Linked DNA regions of Mus musculus: regions 1 and 2 are each linked to region 3. Evidence: chromatin contacts called from public HiChIP or PLAC-seq and promoter capture Hi-C data. All regions are on one chromosome and are shown on one strand. The core of a region is the stretch at or near the end of the contact, and the rest is flanking DNA. Distances in the headings are between cores, read along the strand shown.

What was found. Promoter capture Hi-C pulls out the DNA fragments that hold promoters and counts their contacts. HiChIP or PLAC-seq counts read pairs in DNA pulled down with a chosen protein or histone mark.
Region 1: an H3K27ac HiChIP or PLAC-seq map of stem cell-derived neural progenitor cells shows a contact between it and region 3, with 4 times the contacts expected there. The contact joins the promoter of Suclg2 here to the enhancer-like site in region 3. A contact is called at or near these places in 1 of 39 promoter capture datasets (the 3T3-L1 cell line), 1 of 15 datasets of contacts at CTCF or cohesin (the NIH/3T3 cell line), 1 of 484 Hi-C or Micro-C datasets (the MC3T3-E1 cell line), 4 of 115 datasets of contacts at active chromatin or transcription factors (embryonic stem cells, extraembryonic endoderm stem cells and stem cell-derived neural progenitor cells) and 1 of 9 other capture datasets (embryonic stem cells).
Region 2: a promoter capture Hi-C map of hippocampal neurons shows a contact between it and region 3, with 6 times the contacts expected there. The contact joins the promoter of Tafa1 here to the enhancer-like site in region 3. A contact is called at or near these places in 6 of 39 promoter capture datasets (the 3T3-L1 cell line, 3T3-L1-derived adipocytes, embryonic stem cells and 3 more), 2 of 484 Hi-C or Micro-C datasets (cortical neurons and palatal mesenchyme), 1 of 115 datasets of contacts at active chromatin or transcription factors (astrocytes) and 1 of 9 other capture datasets (adipose tissue).

Annotation. Positions count from the first base shown.
Region 1 is chr6:95,716,478-95,720,707 of GRCm38.p6, forward strand. Suclg2 (succinate-Coenzyme A ligase, GDP-forming, beta subunit) reads right to left here and starts at 2,369. Exons shown (of 11, transcript NM_011507.3): 1 at 2,212-2,369. The coding sequence starts at 2,298.
Region 2 is chr6:96,110,626-96,114,424 of GRCm38.p6, forward strand. Tafa1 (TAFA chemokine like family member 1) reads left to right here and starts at 2,529. Exons shown (of 5, transcript NM_182808.3): 1 at 2,529-2,961. It also overlaps 2900060L22Rik.
Region 3 is chr6:95,200,955-95,204,814 of GRCm38.p6, forward strand. No RefSeq gene overlaps it. Among named protein-coding and RNA genes, the nearest start is that of Kbtbd8, 85 kb to the left of the region's middle. Within about 2 kb of position 1,562, at least 49 of the 459 cell types and tissues checked have an H3K27ac peak or open chromatin away from gene starts, as enhancers often do. A contact at or near this core is called in cortical neurons, hippocampal neurons and stem cell-derived neural progenitor cells, where this site is marked.

The sequences.
Region 1 (4,230 bases), core at 1,119-3,618, 520 kb after region 3:
GGCAGTACGCACGTATGTACCTTCTTCCACTATCAACTCCAAGATGTTCCTGTAAGAAATGTGTGAGTAGCACTAGTGACTTGCTTCCTTTCTACTGGCCTGCAGATCTATTGGCAAGGGAAAGGGGCATTCACCCGACTGGGCCCTGGTAGAGTGGGAACATGAAGTAACCTTTACCCATCAGCTCGACCTCAAACTCTCTGTAACCTTGAGCAGGTCAGTGAACTGCTCAGTACTGGACTTTCTACATAGGCCCACTTGACCGTGAGCATGGTTCAGGTCTTGAACATTGTATAATGTGTAGTTATTGCTCTTACAGAGGACCCAGATTCAGTCCTGGCTGATGGGATAGTTCACAACCCTCAGTAACTCAAGTTCCAGGAGATACTGGACATGTCTTCTGACCTTCATGTCTAGGGTTAGATAAGACAGAAACAAAAACTAATCATCTTGTGAGTGAGTGTGTGTGTGTGTGTGTGTGTGTGTGTGTGTGTGTGTTTGCGCTCATGAAAGCCTGAACAGACCAGAACAGGCCCTCCTGGAAGTCACTTGTGTCCTTCTAGAACTCTCTCTACCTTGCTTCCTTCCCTAAGACAGGGTCTCTCTCACTGAAGTGAAACCTAAGCTATTCCCCTAGGCTGGCTGGTCAGTAGCTCCCCACAAGTCTCTTCCTCCCAGTGCTGGGTCACAAGCTCACACAGGCTTGCCTGGCTTTTTACATAGACGCTGGGAATCTGAATTCCAGGCTCTCCTGCTTGGGGAGAGAGTTACCACCTGAGCCATCTCTGAGTTCTACTGCCATCTAAGCCTGATGTTTCCAGAGTAATGAGTCACATACAAGTATGTAATCAATGAACATTGCCCAATGTAGGTAACAGGTCTCACCCAGTCTGCTTGTCAGGATGACAAGGTTTCCACGACTTGGATAGGGAAGATGACAACTTGGATAGGGAAGGTGACAACATACGCCAGCCAGCTAAACATTCTGTTTTAGGTTTCTCTGAACAATCATTTCTCACTCTTCATTTTTGACTGCCCTAGGCTCCATGTTTCTCATCAATTCAAACCTACTGCAACAGCACCCCAGCTCTTGTTTTTTTATATATAACACTTAAATAATGAACAGGACTCAGATCGCCTGGAGATCTCTCCTCACTCTATTATAGCAGGTATCTGTGATTTTAATTAGACAAACCGCCATCCCTCTCCTTTACCCACCATACTGTCAAGTGCCTGTTAAGGATATTACAGTAATAACTATTAGCGCCTCTTAAATTCCCATTAACAATAACAGAGAAATGGAATGTCAGGTAATGAAAAGAAGAAAAAAAAAACCTTCACAGATGTCATAATGATCCAAAGTTTAGAGAAACAAAAAAAAAATCATTAGTAAGTTATTTTCTTTTCGTTTTTCCTAGTGCCCTATGCATGCCTTGGTCAGAATGTAGTGATTTGCCTCTCATTGGACTGGAAAGTTTTTCTTGCGGGGGGGGGGGGGGGTTGGGGGGGGAGGCGGGGCGGGTAAACTAGAGAAAGTAGGAAGACTAGTAGTTGGATGACTTCTCCCAAGTGTCAATGCCAACTCACAATTTCCCTTCCAAAGCCTCGCTACTGCGACGCTTGCAATGGAAGAAGGTAAATTCAACAAGAGAGCAACGTGGAGGAAGGAGCTGCTGAGTCTAACACTAGTTAAGTCTCTAGGAGGCACGGACCAAGTGGGCAGGCAGGAGTTTTCACACAGGCCTTTCATACAAGACTCCACTTCTACTATCCTCCTGGACCCCTGCAGGTCCCCACAGACAAGCACAAGGGGGTCACAAGCGACACCCCGCGGGGTTGACTGGGGCAGGTGAGCTGCCTCGGGAGTCTGGGGAGCGAGCACGTGGCTGCCGAGCGAGCTCGGGCTTAGAGCCGCCCCCGGGCAGAGCCAGTAAGCGGCTGAGAAACCTCTGCGTTCCAACAGTGCGCCCAACTTTTGGGAACTCGCCCCCAGCGCGGGGTGCCAGTGCCCGGGCAAGGCTGATGGGAGCCATTAGAACGATCCGGGTCGTGGGGTGTGCACTCTGACCCCCGCGATCCCCGACACCTCGGACGCCGCACAGCCCGCCGCGCTGCGGGGAGCACCGGATCGCCAGGGGTCGCGCGGGGCGAAGAGGCCGCGGAGCATGGGGCACCACGGCGGGTGGCTCGCGTGGCCCGGGCCGCGCTCACCTGGGACCTGACCGCCAGGAGCGGCCGCAGCGCTCGCTCTCGCAGAAGCTTCCCAGCCTGCGCCGCGATGGCCACCGGGGACGCCATCTTAACCAGGAACCTGAAGAGAGGCGGCGAGGGGGAGGGAGGGGGCGGAGGAGGGAGCCCGCCCGGGCCCAGGCCTCGGGAGGGGGCGGGGCAGGAGAGGAGGGACGGAGCTAGAAAGGAGGGGCGGGGCGGGAGAAAGGGCGGGGAGGAAAGCGGGTGCAGTAGAGAGCTGGGGTGAGGGAATTGGGAAAAAGAAAGGAAGGAGGGGGCTGGGGGCGGTGGAAGACCCCCCCACCCACTCCTCACCTTGTTACCCCTACCCCCCACTACCTTCACCATCTCACCCCAAGGCCATGTGGCTTCCCAGAGCTTACTGCATCTTGCCTGGCTTTCAGGCAAAAGCAGATCTCAGCCCCAGGGGCACTGACTTAAAACTGGCCCTGGGAGTGACAGATTAGACCTTGACACTGCAGTGAGGGCTGCTAGGTCTGGCCCTAGGAACTGATACCACCTTCAGAGGACACACCTTGGAGAGAGTAATGTTCCAAGGGAAGGAATTAGGATCAATGCTACCCTTAGTTCCTGGGCCATGTGGGGGCACAAGCTTGGGTGTGGGTGTTGTGAGTGTACTGGGTTTTGGTTGGGTAGTAGTGGTTTGTTGTTTTGGTTTTGGTTTTTGAGATAGGGTTTTTGTCTATCTTCCATTGGCCAGAAATTCATCTCGAACTCCTGACCCTGCCTCTACTTCCAAAATACTGTGATTATAAACAGGCACCACCCTGTCTCTTTGCGAAAGTGATGGAGGGTTTTGGGCCTACCTTAGTGACATCTGTTTTCTTGCTACTTAACCTTAAATTAATAAAAAGCTATTGCTGGATTTTCTACTCTACAAGGAGAAAAGTGTTTGTGTACAGTATCCAGGCTGCTATGCACTTACATAAAATACAAATCACAGTAACAACTAGTATGTACCAGACATTGAACAATTAGGAACACATTTAAGCTTCATGGCGACATTTTAGGTAGATGGCATTTCTATACTCATTCTGCAGAAGAGAAAACTGAGGCATACAACAGATAAGAAACATAACAGGGGCTAGATAATGAGATATGAGATTCAAACTCATGTTTCACCCCCTCAGCACTACTTGGGGATATTTTTTAATTGGGTGTTGGGTTTGTTTTTGTTTTTTTATGATCACAAGACAGACAAGGGACACTATAGCAACAGTCCCCTCACAAGAGTGTCCTCTGTCGGCTTCCTTTAAACTTCCATTTGATGTAAATTCACATTGACAGAGAAGCTGTAGGAACATTACTCCAAGAGACCCCAACAGTCTTTATGCCGCTTCACCGAGGATTTACATTTGGCCCACATCTGTCCTTGATAAGCCTTTTCCTCCTCAAAACCTTACCCACAGAATCTATTCTCTTTGTGTGTGTGTGTGTGTGTGTGTGTGTGTGTGTGTGTGTGTGTGTGTGTGTGCGTGTGCTGTGACTTGCCCTATCTCCACCTTATTCTCCAGAGACAAAAATCTCTCAACGTAGAACTAGAATTTTAGCCAGCAAGCCCCAGTAATCTTCCTGCCTATGCCTGGATCCATACTAGAGTTACAGTGGAATGGCTACAGGTGGCTTGCTACATGGATGCTAGGGATCTGAACACCAGTCCTCATGCCTGTACAGCAAGCCCTCTTACCCACTGAGCCATCTCCTTTTTCCGAGATCCAGTGGCTGCTAATGATTACAGTTTGAGTCTATGGTGGTTTCATGAATGCACCTGATCTGATCTTGTCAGAACCTACGGAACTTTATGACTCCGCTCTTCACCTCTCCCCAAGTCTTTTTATTCATTTCTATCAATGGATAGGAGCCATTACCCAAGGAGGGGGAAATGAGGTAAGCAACATTTTTGGAGTAAAAACTCAGAGCAGAGTTGGTTTAGTTCTAGGCATTTGCATGTATGGAGGGAGGTTAGAGAGTTAGAATGCC
Region 2 (3,799 bases), core at 1,279-3,778, 910 kb after region 3:
ATAGCTTGAGATGGAACAAAACAATTTAATTAGGAAATGAGTAATACAGGTTTAAGTCTTTATCAATCAGGATTGTCAATTTTATGCTATAATAAAGTTACAAGTCTCAGTTGCTTTGGCAACTACTTCCTATTCACTGTGTGTATCCATCTGGGTTGGGAGGGAAAGACAAAGGGCCTCTTGTCATATGGTCCCTCGGTGATCTGATCTAGGCTGAGAGTCTAGAGAACTAGTCCCTGCTCCAGAGGCAAAGAGAGATCTGCATGGTATTTCTCCAAACATTAAAACACCAATCCCATTGTGATACAACTGCACTCAATGACCAAAGCTTTAAACCACAACCAACCAAAAAGGTAACTGCTCTCTATCCTACCATGGTCAAGAGATGTAAAGTCACAACTCCCCAAAAGGTAGGGGAGTAGCTTTCATTAAGTTGAATCTCTGTGTTTCTTAAAGTTGGGGAGATGGCTTAGTGTGTAAAAGCAATTTGAGTTCAAATTCTCATCACCTGTGTCAAAGCCATTTATGCCTATAGTCCCAGTGCTGTGCAGGGCAGAGACAGGAGGATCCCTGGGTTTTGCTGGCTACCAACCTAGCTGCAGAGTCTCTGAGAATCTCTCTCTCAAAGGAATAAAGATGGCAAAGAGTGACAGAGCAAAACAGTTTACATCCTCTGGCCTCTGCATATACCTATACCACAATACCTATACCACAGACATGCACGGTCTGTACATACATGTACAGACATATATAGACATGCACAGTCTGTATTTGCTGATGCTTATGTTATGAAGGAGATGATCACTGGCTGCAGTGTAATAGATTGTAAAGTATCTGCTGGGAAAAAAATAGATGGAGTGATGTTGACATTCTTTACTGGAATACTGAAGAGATGGGCTCTTGTACAGAGCGTTTGAATCAGGAGCCTGTTACCTCAAAAGAGTTTTGTTTGCTTTCTCAACTTCCTTCCATGTTCCTCATTTGTGGGAAAGAGATAATGACCGTGCCTGTCCTCTTGAGTTAGTAAAATACTTTAGATTATGTCTTACAAGAGAGAGTTCAGCACTGTGCCAGCACCTGAGGAAGGTGTGATGGACTCTGCCTCCTGTTCCTGTGGCTGTTTCTGTTGTTGTCTTGATTCAGAAGCAAGAGAACAAATGTCCTATAGACACCCATTAATTAAGGCAGCAATATAATGAACCACAGAAGTAAGCATACAAATCCAAACTGAAACATTGTCATTCTTAATTAACTTGATTGTTATTTTGAAATCTGGTTTGTGGAGGGGGTAGGAAAGGAGGGAGGGATGGAGGGAGGGGGAGGGAGGAGAAGAGGGAGGGAAGAATGGAAGGAGAAAGGGGTGTTATCATTGAAAGAACAGCAGGAAAGATTGATAAAACAGAGACGGTCTCCCTCTTTCACTTTGTAGAGCATAGGAAAGAAGGTTTGTTCTGCAAGATGCACCCAGCATCCAGCCTTCTTTATAATGCCCACAAAAGGCAAAAGAATTCTCAGAAACTTTGAAGTTTTTAAGGCAAGGAATTTGTGAGAACCATCTCGGGTCTGAAAATAATGTAGAGGCCGTAAGGCAGTGAGTGACCTTTGACATTGGGGATCACACCAGTCTTGCTTTCTGCTTTATCCCAAGCATCTGTCACATAGTAGGTGTGATGTAAGCGACTTGGGAAGCAATTGAATGAGCATTTTCAGAGAATTATCACCGGAGCAGCCTATAAAGGAAAAGTAGGTCATCTCCCATGCGTCTCTGAAGTTTAAGTACAATCATAGTATATTTCCAGGGAAGCCGGGGTTCACACCATAGTACTAGAGATGCAACTGAACTTCTGAGTGTTTCCCTTTTCCATCTCAGCATGCTATTTAAAGAGAGCCAAAAAATACTTTTTACAAAGAACCTTGAGCATATTTCTTCATCATCACTCAGTCTCTGGTGCCAGCAATGATATATTTCTACTTATTAAACCTGTTAAATAACTCCAAAGATTTTTATTTTGCTTAGGAACACAAACACCAGTTATATTCCAGATAAATTGCATTTCGAGAAATAGCTGACAAAACAACTAACCGAAAAAAAAATCAGAATAAGCCCAGCTATATTCAGCTAGCTTGCTGGCAACAAGATTCAGGGTTAGACTGGGTGCATGTTTCACTTTCCCATTTACTGTTTGAAGCCTAAAAGCCATTAACACTATCAATATGTTGCATGATGCCTTCTTGTCTTTCATTTTTCTTTCCCTTCTCAGTTCCCTGGCATGAGAATGGTATAAGAGAACAAAACAAACCAAAACATAAACAAACAAACAAAAAAACCCAAACCTCCACCAAAGACTATTAGGCAATATCATGTTAAAGCGCTGCTTGAGTCATGGGAGAGTTAAGGGCAGTCATTAGAATCTACCTTATCTATAATCGAGGGTAATGTCACTTTAAGACATGTGAGACTTTAGAGAGGAGGGGTGTATTGAAACAGACTCCCGCTACTTACGGAGGTATAGCAGCCCTGCTCCTACATTTCGCTGCCTAACTCTGTCCTGAATGTACTGGAGTAGGGATGGTCTGTCCGTGGCTATAAACTGCTTCTCATCAGGAAACTACATTAGCTCACCATCACTTCAAAGGTCTCGTCAGACAGAGGTGACGCCAGGGGATGATTTAAAGGTGAACATGACAAGGTTTCCACCCCTCAAACCTTGCTTCCTTTTCTGACAATACAGTGAACGAGCCCAACGTCTTCACAACTGTGGAAACGGGACTGGAAGAGAAAAGCTTGCCTTTTTTTCTTTTCTTTTCTTTTCTTTTTTTTTTTTCAATTCTTAATAAAGAATTGCTGGGAAGCATTCTCTTTGAAAAATCTCAGAACTGTGGCACAGATGGATTTTAAAAAGTGTTAGCTCTTTCCAATGAGCACTAGGAGGGTTCCCTGCTCTTGGCTGGATTTTTCAGGTAAGAAAGCCTCTGTAAGATTTAAGATTCAGGAAACTGATTTGCAACATATTCAGAGAAGTATGCAAGACTCGATGCATTATTTGGGGGGAAAACACTGCCACAGAGCAGAGCTCTGTCTGGGAGCAGCCAAGAGAAGAGATTTGCAGGAGCTTGGGAAGTAATGCTGAGAATTACAGAAAGTTAACTGGGGGGGAATGAAAGAAAGAAAGAAAGAAAGAAAGAAAGAAAGAAAGAAAGAAAGAAAGAAAGAAAGAAAGAAGGAAGGAAGGAAAGAAGGAAAGGAAGGAAGGAAGGAAGGAAGGAAGGAAGGAAGGAAGGAAGGAAGGAAGAGGGAAGCCCTGTAATTGTCAAGTCACAGCATGTTGTGTGTGCTCAGCTGTGTGTGGGTTAAATGAGCAGGAGAAGGAGTCTCTAAAGAATCGTTAAGTTTGATGATGGTTAGATTTTTTTTCCCCTGAGTTAAATTTCCAGTGCATTTCAACAGAGATGGTTGACTAGCAAATGCTTACCGGGTCACCTCTGTTTTGTCTCTCTGTAATTTGCAGGCTATTCAGAAAGGTTCTAAAATGCATTCATTTGGGGATTCACAGGAGGGGAGTTGCTATTTACCTCTGCTGATGAGAGTGCATCTATGCTATCCTGCTAGCTCTGAAAACAAGGAGATAAAGCATGCCCATATACAAAAGTAAACAGTGGGCCACCAAACTAGAAACTAATTAGAAAGTGACTGGTCCATCTGACTCACTGCCTGGGGCATGGATGGCTCCAAGCTGCTGAAAAGAATGTGTTCCCACTTTGCACTTAATTACAGTTGTCACGTTTGTGTATTGTCATC
Region 3 (3,860 bases), core at 312-2,811:
ACTTGTGTTCTGGAAATTAACAACATTTAGTGATGTTGTACCCTGTGATTCATCCTACAGTGTGTGCCTGCCTGGTGTACTGTGGGACTGTAAGGGCTCTTACTCCGTTCCCTACAGTAACTGTGGCTGTGGCCTTATACTGTGTGCTGGGTGGGTAAGTAGAGGGTCATGCTAGAACCTCTGAATATCAACTCTTTCCACGTGTAAATATGTCTGGAAGGGTTTCTACTTGGAGTAATTTATAACATAATTTCATAAACTCATTAAAGTAGTTCTTTTCTGCAAAAGAGAGATATAGTAATAATAATAGTAATAATAATAAATAATATAATATTTAAAGGAGAAAAGGTGGCCAAAGTACCAACTTCTTGGTTTTGATCAGCATCTGGACTAACTAGGTACTCAAGAACTAACACAATCATTAAATCTTATCACAGCCAATCCATAGACGCTGACAAAAACCCACCAAGCTGAAGGTGCACCAAACATTGACTAAATACTATCCCAGGAAATACATTGCTTTGTTATCTTATTTCCATAGATATCATCATTGTTCCATTTAAAAGACAATAAAACTGAGGTTTAGCAAGGAACTTGCTGTGTGTGAACCAAAGTTTTCTGAAGAAGCGACATCTGCGCTGAAGATCAACTGATCGCAAGTTTTTGTTTGTGGAGAGCAAGAAAGTTGCCGATAGGCAGCCAAAATTATGGTGGGTTATCCTTAGCCCCCTCACTCGTCATTTGCCACTGACTTCTGTGTTTGTCTTAAAATCTTTGGCAGTATTATGTAATTATTAATTATTATTATTATTATTATTATTATTTTGCACTATCTTTACCAACCCTGAAGTTAAGGATGTTGAAGTATCGGAAATCTATAGATAAGACTACCAGACTCTAGGGGGACCACTTACCTGCTGACCTCATGACATTGAGTGAACACTCTGACTTTTGATTTCTCTCTATGACTATGAAGCTCCCTGCAACTTCTTGCACACTGCGCCATATCCCTTAGGGTAACTTGAATCCATGTCCTAGGCCTGTGGTCACTTTAACTTAGCTCAGAGTAAATGAACCCTCATTCCCTTTGGTGCAAGAACTATAATTCTGTTGACATACCCCATATAAGAAATGCTCAGAGAACCTAAGAAGAAACTTGCTATTGTGAATAAATGACTACAGTCTGCCTGAAGGCCAAGACCACTCCTCCTCGGGGGCTGTGTATCATATTTAAGGACCCTGTGTGGACTGGCTGAAGTGCTAAGATAAAATTTCAAAGCCCATAGGCAACAGGAATTGATTTGCTTTTGAATGTGAACGCACTGCAAACTGGGACAGACAGCCTTCTATCCTGGAAAATTCCAAATGCTGTTCATAATGTAAGCCCTTGATTCAATCCAGGGCTCCTAGAATGTGTTCTGCCTCTGGCCTTCTTCCAAGAATCCATTATTACCGGGGTCTACTCAGACCTCATTTAAAAACAAGCAGCATGGTTCTCTGGAATGGCCACTTTTGGGTTCTGCCTTTAGCACAACGAAGGCTTCTGTGCCACCCACAGACACCAGACAGTATAAGTCTCCCCTGCCACCTCCCCCACTCCCCCTCCGTTCACAGATGTGGACAGCGTTTTACCAAGAGAAGTCAAACAAAAGGTTGGAGTGGATTTCTGAAGCAGCAGATGCAGAGCTTTGGATGAAGGATTTCAATATCCTACAGTGTCCTCCACTGCCTAGCAACCCCCGACTTCTGGACTCACCCTCACCCTGAGGAGATGTTTAAATCACACCCGCACAGAGAGGTTACAGCAGTGGGGACAACTGCAAATGATCCAGCAGCGACACAGCCCTGGAAAGAAATATCAGTTTTTCAGCCTAGAGGTATAACTCTCCGAGGTCTACACAAAGCACCCTTGATTCCGGGAGGCCACACTAATTTCTGTGAAGGAAATTCTTATTCCTAAATACAAGTTGAAACAGAAAAAGGCTCTGACCTCGCTTTTTTTTTTTTTTTTCAAACCATGCTTTCTGGTCAGGAGACAGCAATGCCCACCTAGGGATTCTTGCAGGGTAGTGTGGAAAGGGGGCAGAAAAGCTGCAGGGCTTAGTTCAAGGACTCCCCTCCTCCCTCGGAGTGCAGCCTATGTTTTCTCACAAATGCGCTGTGAGAATGAATAACTAATGAGTGATCATGAACGCCCCAGACAGTTTGAGTGCAGCGTAAGTGATGGAGCTGATTGTGCTTCCATTTTATCCAGCACCGAGGGAGGCTGGGTTTTATGTCTGCCCTGTGATGTGATCCCCGAGGCTTTTTGTAAGTAACAAATGCCCCTCCTAAGCCACCGCTCACATTCAAGCACACATGACATGTTCCGTGGAGACTGCTTTTATAGATGAGGCCACCTTATGTGATCCCGCCTTCTATGGCAATGACCTTGTAATCTGCGAGGATGTGCAGGACAAGCTAATGGGGGATAAGAATCAAGATGAATGCCTGCTCTATGGAAACATCAACTGAGCACAGGGAAAATCAGAAGAGTTTCACTATTGCCTGTTGGTCACTGCCAGAGGATACGCTGAGGTAGCTCTGGAATCCGTTTGGAAAGAAAGGCGAGTCATTGTTAAGGCAAACTACCCTGTGAGACAGTAAGAATCTTAAGATATCACAGAAACATAATTTAGTCTTATCTATAGGGAAGAGATCAAAAAGTAGTCCCAGAAGCCATTTGCTAGAGACCCAGGCCATCAGTCATATGTATAATGTCAGAGTCAGCACCTTTGTGACAGAAAGGAAAGGGTTAATATGACCCCTTCCTGAATAGATTATTGTTGACAGGATCTCGAAACCTGGGTACAATGGTCTTCATGTCAGCCTTCATATATTTATTTTAAATTATATAAAGGTCACAGACTAGACCAAGCTTTGGCGGGCCTTCTTTTGGGGTATCTCCATCCTTGATGCTGAGAACTTCCTTCCAATTCTGTAAAACTGATAGGAGTTTGGTTTAAAATTATCCCATACTTCTGGTTTTTATGTAGACTCGTAAAGAGTCCAGGAATCACCACTCTCATTGTCGAATGTCAAATAGAAAATTACAGGTCCAAAGATGAGAAACATTTTTTCCCCTGGGATCTAGCAGAGGATCATAGTTGCAAGGTTAATGGTTACCCCTAACTCTGAAGGGCTATGCTTAGCCAGAGGGGTGCAGCTGGGATTTTCTTGAGTGGAGGAGGACCTATTGGAACCCAAAGGGAGCTGGGCATTTCAGCAGCTGGAAGTTCCAGGAACTCTAGGGGCCTGGATGACATCTTCTGTGAGAGCAGGTATCATGGGAGATCGGAGAACAGTGGGGGCTGCATCTGACAGGCCATAGTTTTGTGTATTTGCCATTTAAGCACTCCACTCTTCTCAGAGTTGGCTCTAAGAACACTGTCCCTGTGACTCTAGAAGGGGAAGAGAGATTGTTGCACAATGTACCCAGAGTTTGCTTCTACAAACAGTCTAACTGGCAGGAGAAAACGCATGAATGTCAAGCCAGAGTCAGGCTCATGGAAGCACTGGGATTTCCTGAAATGTGTAAATTGTTTCCTTATATTCACATCAGAACACCACACTGAGAGGCCCCAGAATAGACAGCTGTGAGACACAGACTGTCTGAGATGGATAAACCCAGCGTCAAGGGGAGACCTAAGTATGGACTGAGGAAACCTTGAAACCTCGAGGGAAAACACAGGCTCCTTCCTGCCAGGTTATCAAAAGTTCTCACAGTTTAGGACTCTTTACTTCAGTTTTTAACTGCCTAGGGCAGTAGTTCCTTTGTCACTGAAGTTCAGAGGCATCCCAAAACACAAAGCAAGCACAGG